2 separate regions of the Rattus norvegicus genome follow, and region 1 is linked to region 2. A link is a contact called in public Hi-C data. All regions are on one chromosome and are shown on one strand. The core of a region is the stretch at or near the end of the contact, and the rest is flanking DNA. Distances in the headings are between cores, read along the strand shown.

Region 1 (4,289 bases), core at 868-3,367, 37 kb after region 2:
CTTTTGAGTCAGGGTCTCACATAGCCTCAAACTTACTCCAGGAGAATCTTGGAACCCTGCTCCTCCCGCCTTCACCCCTGAGTGCTCGGTGGCAGAAATGCAGCCCCACATTTGACAATAGGAGGCTCTGAAAGGGTGGAGAGCGGAGGATGAAATGGTACCTCAATATTCAAGGTATCAGCGAAGAACCAAGAAGCACTAAAGAGCCGTGGGTATGGGTGACCTGAGGAGGGGATCCTGGGGAAGGAAAAGATCAAAACCACACTTTGAAAGAGCCATAAGAATGCCGCCTGATTCATCCATGGCACTCCCCAGCTCCCAGACAATTAACAAAGGACACTCAGAGGAAAGACGGCAATAAAGAATCTTCTTGATGACAGAACTCTGCAGAAGGCTCAGTGGACGGGCAGGAGCAGTAGGTGGAGAGTGAGTTAGAAGAGACGTATACCAAGATGAATGTTTGAGCCTGCCGATATGGAGGAAGTAAGGAGGAGGAGCTCATCTAGCTGAGGTGCAGCGATTATAGGCTGCAAGGGGGGGTTGCCTCTCATGTCCATGAGTCTGGCAAGCTGAGCTCTGTAAACTTCTTTGTGGAACTGAAAACAGACCTTGTTGTTCTCCTGGAATCTAGATCCCAGGGGGAGTCTGTTAAGGGTTTGGAGAGCCACAGACAGGCTTTCAGTAGGGGCCTTGCCACAAAGAGGCTGCTTCAGGTAGGCATGGCCTTAGCTGCAGTCTAGCTGGATTCAACAGTATGGCGACAAAGACATAAAGATGATGGAAGACCAGGGAGCCTCAGATTTGGGGAGATATCTGGAGCTTCTGGCTTCTGGGAAATGAATAAACCAAGATCTACCCTGGTTCTTGCGATTCTTTCATGGAGTTGCATTAGATAGCAGGGTTAATGCTTCAACTGCTGAGTGAATGCCCCATCGATCGTCGTGAGACATAGAAGCTTGCCACGTGAGGAGTGCGAGGCCCTCCTCGCCTGGAATGTCGGATGGTGGGAACTTTTGTCTTAGGAAGCAGCAGAGGAGCTGGACGGGTCACTCAGTGGATACAGTGAAATCACGGCACCTGAGTTTGGAACCCCACACCCGTGTGAAAGCACAACCTGTACCCCAGCTCTGGAGCCGCAGAGACAGACAGACCTTAGGAGCCCTTTGGCCAGCCCAATAGTCAAGCTCCGGGTTCAGAGGGAGAGATCCACACCAACTCGAAAACTAAGGTTGAGAGTGATAGAGGATGGCATTGACACCAGCCCCTGGCAGCCACAGATGCATACACATAGGCTCACACTTGCATGTGCAGTCCGGAGTCAGGAGTCAAAAGACCCAGAAGGATCCCCACTCTGCAGCTTTCTTTGTAGACACAGCTCTTTGCAGACATGGACAAGTTACTCTGTCCTCCCTGTCTTCTCTAAGCTCCTGCGTATACAGTGTCAGCTGTGTCCCCCTTGGAAGTTGTGTGTAAGCCTAATGACCGACAATAAAGATAAGAAGAAAGCAGCCAGCTCTACAGACCAAAGCCAGCCAGCCCCTCAGATGTGCGTCAACACCTACTCTCAACTGCTTGAAATGCTGGCATTAAAAGATTATACCAGTAATCGCAGTGCTCACGAAGGCCGAGGAAGGGACACTGGCCAACCTGGGCTACATAGGAAGAACGGGGATTGCAGGTGAGGTGGGAGGGCAGGGGGAGAGGGTGGTCACTTTTTGGTTTTGAAAGCTGCTTGTTATAAAAATGGTAAGAACACCACCAGGCAGTACAAGTGCTTAGAAGTTAGGAACAGCCACTGGGCAGGGGAGTCGGGGCCTGGGAAGACCAGTTGGGGGATTGTTGATTGTTGGGTGTGTCAGAAGGAGCATGCAAGCTTGCATGGCTAGCCAAAAATAAGGCTAACAAGGAAGTCTCAGAGCCAGCCAGCTAGATACCAGCCAGGAACAGAGCAGCTATGTACATGTTAGACATGATGTTTTCCTTTGACTTGTTCTGAGACCTTTGGCCCAGTTTTTCTGAGGCAGGCAGAGGCCTCGCTAAGTGGAGGCGGGGCTTGCAGAGGCTGGAGTCTTATAAAGCCCAACCCACAGTCTCTGGGCATCTCTCCCGGGGGCTGTGGACTGCTGGCTTTCTGTTGATACCTTAGAGATGCAGCGGCTTTTGGCTCCAGCAAGGCGGGTCCTGCAAGTGAAGAGAGTGATGCAGGAATCTTCGCTCTCACCCGCTCACCTGCTCCCCGCAGCCCAGCAGAGGTGAGTTGCATAGATCACTCTGGGACAAGCACCCTGAGAACCAGTAAAAAGCAGTCAGTGGACCTGCTGGAGAACTCACTAGAAACTTAGTCAAAACCTGGCAGGGCTTGTGTTCACTTACAAACAAGTGAGCCTCGTTTCTAGACAGTGCCTGTCATCTGTTGAGCTGGAAGTGTCTAAGCCACAGGTTCTCAACCTTCCTATCGCTGCAACCCTTTAATACAGTCCTTCAAGCTGTGGTGACCCCAGCCATAATATTATTTTCATTGCTGCTTCATATTAGTTTTGTACTGTTATAAATCATAGTGTAAATATCTGATGTGCAAGATGTATTTTAATTGTTACAAATTGACCCAAAGGGGGCAGGACACACAGGTTGAGAACCATTTAAGCCTCTGGTGCACCTGGCTTAGGCAAAGCAGCATCCTTTCCTCGGCCAGCTACAGTCTGCAGCAGACCTCAGGATCCTGCAGCTGCAGCTGTAGTTTAACTGCCTGGTTTAGTTCGCTGTGGCATGATCTAGAATGGACCAAAGAGAAGAAGCTGTGTTTCTCTGTGTTTCGGTTTTCTGAGATGAAATATAAAAATTGTGTGTATGCTTCTCACTCTGTGTGTGTGTGTGTGTGTGTGTGTGTGTGTGTGTGTGTGTGTGTGTGTGTGCAGGAGTGGATACATGTACTTGTGAAAGAAAAACACGCATGCCTTCTTTCTCTGTAAACACCCTTCAGTCTGGTCCAAGTGACTGTGGTCGCCCAGAGTTGATGGGACACATCTGGGCTTCAAGCTTCAGGCTCCCAGCTTCCTGGGTATTATTTTTTCTCTTTTGCTCTCTGTCCAATGAGCTCAGAGTCCTGAGGCTTCCTTTCCACTTATACCCACGAATACTGAATTTTTAGGAAAACACTTTGCTATTGTTTCCTCCCTTGCCTGCTCTCCTGGAAGCCTGGGTATAGGTGTGTGTGTGTGGGGGGGAAGGGGCAGTGCCCTTTAACCTCCTGATTTTCTTCATAGCTCCACCGCCATCTCCTCTTTCCCACCCTTTACAAAACCACTGAATTTCATTTGAAGGTTCAGGCTTCGATTCTAGCTTGCTTCCTCTCTATTTATGAGGAAGCTGTGGACATGGTTTACTTATTTCATGGCTGGACAAGGGTGACCAGTCCCCAGTACCCCCCCCTTTTGAGACAGTTCCTTTATGTCTTGGCTGATCTAGAACTCATGATGTTGACCAGGTTGGCCTTGAACTCATAAAGATCCACCAGCCTCTGCCTCCAGAACTCTGGGAATAATCCTAGTAGAGGTATGTACCACCACGCCTGGCCCAAACCTTCCGATGCAACAGTAGGCCACTGCCCAAGAGGCAAGCCTCCATCCTCACAACTCGGACTTCTTTGGTTCATGCTCTTGAATTCTTGCTCACATTTCCTGTCTGGTGCCCTCAGGGTTAACCCCAGTGCTCGCTGCCTGAACTACTAAAGTTCCTTATAGGTCACCTGTGTTCTCAAGCAGTGGTTCTCAACCTTCCTGATGATGAGACCCTCAATGCAGTTCCTCATGGTGTGCTGACCCCCAACCATAACTTCATTGCTACTTGGTAACTGCAGTTTTTTTTTTACTGTTATGAACTATAACGTGAATATCTGATATACAACCCTCAAAGACATCAAGACCCACAGGTTGAGAACTGTTGCTTTAGGGTTCTACCTCTGTAATGCAATCCACATCTGCTTTCAGTCCACCCCAGACTCACCATCTGCTTCCCCGCCCTGATATTAAGTATCCAGGACTCAGTGTTTCTCACCTTAAATCTCCCTGCTCCCTGCACACTCTCCTCAGTGAAGGTTCCCTACCTTGCTCATGCATCCCCACCATGGCCACGGCCCCTTCACCCCCCTCCAGTCCTTCAGCAACAGAAAACTACTCATCTGTCAGTCAAGATTGATCTGGGGGTGGGGGTGGGGGTGGGGTGAGATGGCTCAGTGGTTAAGAGCACTGACTGCTCTTCCAAAGGTCCTGAGTTCAAATTGCAACAACCAC
Region 2 (4,527 bases), core at 1,816-4,315:
TTAACTCGTATGGCTGGAAAGGGCTTGCTTTTCCTAAAAAGCTGGAGACCCAGCTGCTCTGTTCTATGGTTTGGATATGAAATATCTCATCGAAGGCTCATGTGTTAAATGAGCTGGTAGATTTAATATCCAAGATATTATGAATGGCAAATCCCTTGATATTTGACAGCAATACAGGGAAGTGAGAGTTAGCTGGAAGTAGGTCCCTGGAGAAATGCCTTTGTAAGTCTTGACCCTCGTCCCCACCCTCTGCTTCCAGCCACCATGATGTGAGTAATCTGCTTCTCTGTCTATCACTTTCCACCATGATGGAGATCCACCACTTACTACAGCTCAGAATCAAAGAACCAGACAACCTCACACTGAAACCTCTGCTCCAGGGAGCTGTCAGACGGGGTACTTTTAAGATGATTTCTTCCCAGTATTTGTCACAGTGATTTGAACAACAACAAAAAAACCCAACTGCTAACATACTATGAATCCATAAATGGACTGATTAATTTATGAAGTCAGAGCCCTCATGATCCACAGCCCATAGGCCCCATTTCAGAACACTAGGGCCTAAGGCTTCAAAACTCGTGTTTGTGGATATGATTTAATCATAACAGATACATGCTGAACATTCATTCGGAAACATCAATGTGCACCTAGTCACTGAGTTACTATGTACAAAAGAGTTTAAGTAAAGAGCTTGAGGTCTCTCCCAGAAGCCATGTGTAGCCAGGTGAAGTGTAGATGAGTATCAGTGTGGCCTCAAGTTTGGCGACTTGTGCTTTCTGAGTCCTAAGAAGTCTAACTTCAAATCTCCCAAAGAAAAAGTGAGAGAGCAGCCGACCAATCGTTTTCTCTGTCATCAAACCCATTATGATTACTAACATAAGTTCCTTGAAAAAGGGGCTTCAGATTTTTTTATGTTTTTAACTTTTTATTATTTGTTTAATATCATACACCCCAGTTCCACTCATCTCCCTGTCCCTTCATATCCACCCTCTGACCTTGAAACCTCCCTGCAAAAAGAAAATAAAGAACAAAAGTTTAAAAACAACAACAAAACAGAGTATAGAAAACATCTTGTCCTGGAAGTTGTAGTGTGGCAGTGTGTCCCACAGTAAACCTTTTGTCCACACATCTTTACTTGCAAACATTCACCACAATGCATCATTGGCCTGATTCAAGCTCTGGCTTCTGCCACACCATCAACTTGGGACTTACTGGGAGTCCTCCTGGTTATCCTTTTTATTGCCCTGTGTCATGGAGATCCTGCAGCTTTGGATTTGCAGGCCCTTCATATGCTCCAGCAACTCCTGTATGAATCGCTATGGTTGGGACAAACCAACTCAAAGGCCTGGATCCGGGCCTGGGTGGCAGCTGAGCTAGTCAGCCCGCCAGCTCCCCAGCACTGCCCAGGCTGGCTCACACAATACTGTAGCTGGCAGGGAGCAGGATCAACTCCTCTGTTCTCACACCTTTGGGGCAGCTCCCCTGCACCCACACTCATAGAGCCAGCTCTACTGTGCTGCCCAGCTGAGGTGCAAGGACCACTCTCCTGACTGCTGCAGTTGGTGAGGGGCAGGGCCAGCTCTCAGGCTCTCACCACCCCAGGGCCATCTCTCTCTGCCGCAGGTGGCAAGGGGCAAAGCAGGGGGAGAGCATCACCCCTGCTCACCTCAGAGTAGTAGTGGGGCCAGCTTTCCCACGCTCATGACCTTGGGCAGACTCACCCCCAACCCCTAACACACGCAAACCAGGGCCAGCTCTACTGTGCTGCCCAGGCAAGGTGTAGGACCTGCTCTCTAGAGTTTAGCTGCCAATGAGGGGCAGGGCCAGCTTTTCACAGATATCTTCTTGGATATCTTCATGGTTCCAGGAGACTGCCTGGAAGTCTGCATGGTCTTTAGTGGTAATAGGAGCCTCAGGCATCAACACAGACCGTCTGCGTGGCCGTGGACCCTGACAGGATCTTCAACAGCAGCATGGGCTGCTATTTCACCATGGCCTCAGATGGCAGGGCAGGCTACTCACATCAAGCTATTCCACCCCATCCCTCACATCTCCACAGTTCCACCTCTCCATAATGCTCAAATTGTTCTGCTTCTCTTTCTCGCCTATCTGTCCACCACACACTTGTACAGTGCAGTGACTTCCATTGTGGGTAGTCCATGCAGCAGGCAGGCCTCTAGCTGTCCTGTACTTGCCTGCGCTGTATGTCGCGGTGATAGGCAGACCTCTGTGTGTCCTCTGCCTGTCTAAGCTGTGTGGCAGGGAGGCAGACCGGCCTCGAGGTCTTTGTTTGTTTGTTTGTTGTTTGTTTTGTTTGAAGTGATCTGTATATGTATGTATCTGTGCACAGGTAGCTGCAGATACTTGCAAAATCCAGAAGAAGGTGTCAGATCCTGTGGAGCAAGAGTTAAAGGCAGCCTGACTTGGGTGTTGGGAGGCAGACTTGAGCCCTCTGCAAGAGCACTATGCTCTCTCAACTACCAAGCCATCTTCCCAACACCCCATAGGACACTTTCATTTGTTGTTGAGATCTCCGGTGAGGTGACTCCCTTCCCCAGGAGACTTTCTGGTGCCACTAGCCTTTTGCTCCTAGCTTCTAGAGCACCTGGCCTCTGCCTAAGTCTCATTGCCATTTTAACTATTTGTTAACTCAATGTATGCTTGTCTGCCAGACTTCAATTCTTTACCGGATGAGACCCTTGAACTAACGCTTCAAGGTCTAGTTCAACGTGGATAAGTGAAGTGATTCAATGCAAGGCAATTAGGACTTTGGCATTCGAATTCATTTCTTTCAACTAAGTATGAGCCAAACAAAGTAGGTCTGCTGACCTTTGTCCATGGGGACGAGCCGATAACCCTAGAATGAACAACTCACTCTTTTGTTCAACTTGTATCTGGATCATATAGTTCCCTAAGTCAGGGTCAGCCTCTGAGGTCACTGGGACTGCTTCAAAAACAATAACAGTGAAAATAAAAATAGAAGAATGTGCACTATAGCCACACCCGTGTGTCCGGCTGGAGGGCAGACCAGGCTGTTTGCAGTCAGGGGACAGACAAATATAGATGTGTAAACAGGCCTCAAAAGTAGAGTTTATGACCAAGATCAATATCCCATCCTGCAGCCAGAGGGCCCCATGAAGGCAGCTGGAAAGGTAGATTTAGGAACAAAGTTCACACAAAGAGGAATCTGCAGGCAGAAGCGAAACTTGTGAGTGGATTAGAATTAGAGCCTCTTTAGGTTCTGGAATACATCATTACAGAATAGCAAATATCCTGCTGACTGACTGCTCCATGTTGCTATTTTTAAATGTTACATTGTATTTATTTGTTTTGTAAGTGTATCCATGGGTATGTAGGTGTGGAGGCCAGGGTCAATGTCGGAGACCATTTTCAATCACCTTCTTTTCTGATGCAGGGTCTCCGCTGAGCAAATTTAGTTAGAAAGTCTGACCAAAAAGCTTTAGCAATTCGCCTGCTTCGTTCTGCCTCCTCCCTGCTGGGACTACTGACACACAAGGCCAGGCCTGGGATCTGAACTCAGGTCCTAATGTTTGAGTAGCAAGTACTCTGTCAATCCAACCACCTCCCTGTCTGTTAGGTCCAGAACTCCAAACCTCTAAGTATCACTGAAACAGAAGGATTACTGATAGATACAGGATTATATTCAGCATCCCTCAGGAACCTGTGGAACCGGTTTCTGCCTGCCTGGAAGAGCCACTTCCCTCATCTTCCCCTACCTCTGACAAATGGAGCATCTGCTCCCCACTAGCACATACTCAAAACCCCATGTAGCTCCCAAACTTTGATGGCTAGCACATCTGCCTCCCGGAAGCTTCCTGCTCTCTTTATAGCTGGCAGGGCTCTCCCCTGCCTTTTTGCTACCTTCCATGCCCCTGAGAGGCAGCCACGGCAGCTTTGGACACCCCCAAATGCCTCTGGCCATTCTCTACCACAGAGAGATAGCCCTGCAGAAGTCTCATATCTCCAATAAACTGTCTTCCCACTCATGGAGCGTTCTAGTTTGTTGGTTTCACTGTCCACGCACACACACTATCTTGAGTTTAGAAGTAAACAATGTCTAACTGGTCTAGAGTTGGGTAACCCAGAAAGGTGTGATACAGACATAGCCTACATTTTCATTGAGGTGTACTTTAGCCATTAAAATTGAGTTCTCACACACGTATGAGTAGGTGTTACAATAATAAAAGGTATTGGCATATATATGATAGCTGTGTGTAGTGGTGCACACTTTTTTGTCCCAGCACTAAGGAGATCTCTAGGAATTTGAACCTGTCTGATCTGCATTGCAAGTTCCAGGCAAGCCAGAGCAACAATTCGAGACCCTGTCTCAAAAAGCAAAAGCAAACAAAAGAATGATTAAATAAATAAATAGCAAGTAAACACCCAAGAAGAATTTCTTAAGTGAACAAGGAGGGAAAACAAAAAATAATTCCTTACTCAGTGAAATGCATTGTGGACGCATGGTGTCCACTCTGTGCTCTGCTACCCAAACCAAGAATGCAAAAT

Evidence for each region. Hi-C and Micro-C count contacts between places; a contact is called where the count stands out from the background.
Region 1: a contact with region 2 is called in a Hi-C map of liver, with 2.7 times the contacts expected there. The contact joins the promoter of Hmgcs2 here to the enhancer-like site in region 2. A contact is called at or near these places in 3 of 12 Hi-C or Micro-C datasets (hepatocytes, kidney and liver).

Annotation. Positions count from the first base shown.
Region 1 is chr2:188,562,255-188,566,543 of GRCr8, forward strand. Hmgcs2 (3-hydroxy-3-methylglutaryl-CoA synthase 2) reads left to right here and starts at 2,118. Exons shown (of 10, transcript NM_173094.2): 1 at 2,118-2,252. The coding sequence starts at 2,149.
Region 2 is chr2:188,523,921-188,528,447 of GRCr8, forward strand. No RefSeq gene overlaps it. Among named protein-coding and RNA genes, the nearest start is that of Reg4, 18 kb to the left of the region's middle. Within about 2 kb of position 3,066, at least 3 of the 93 cell types and tissues checked have an H3K27ac peak or open chromatin away from gene starts, as enhancers often do. A contact at or near this core is called in hepatocytes and liver, where this site is marked.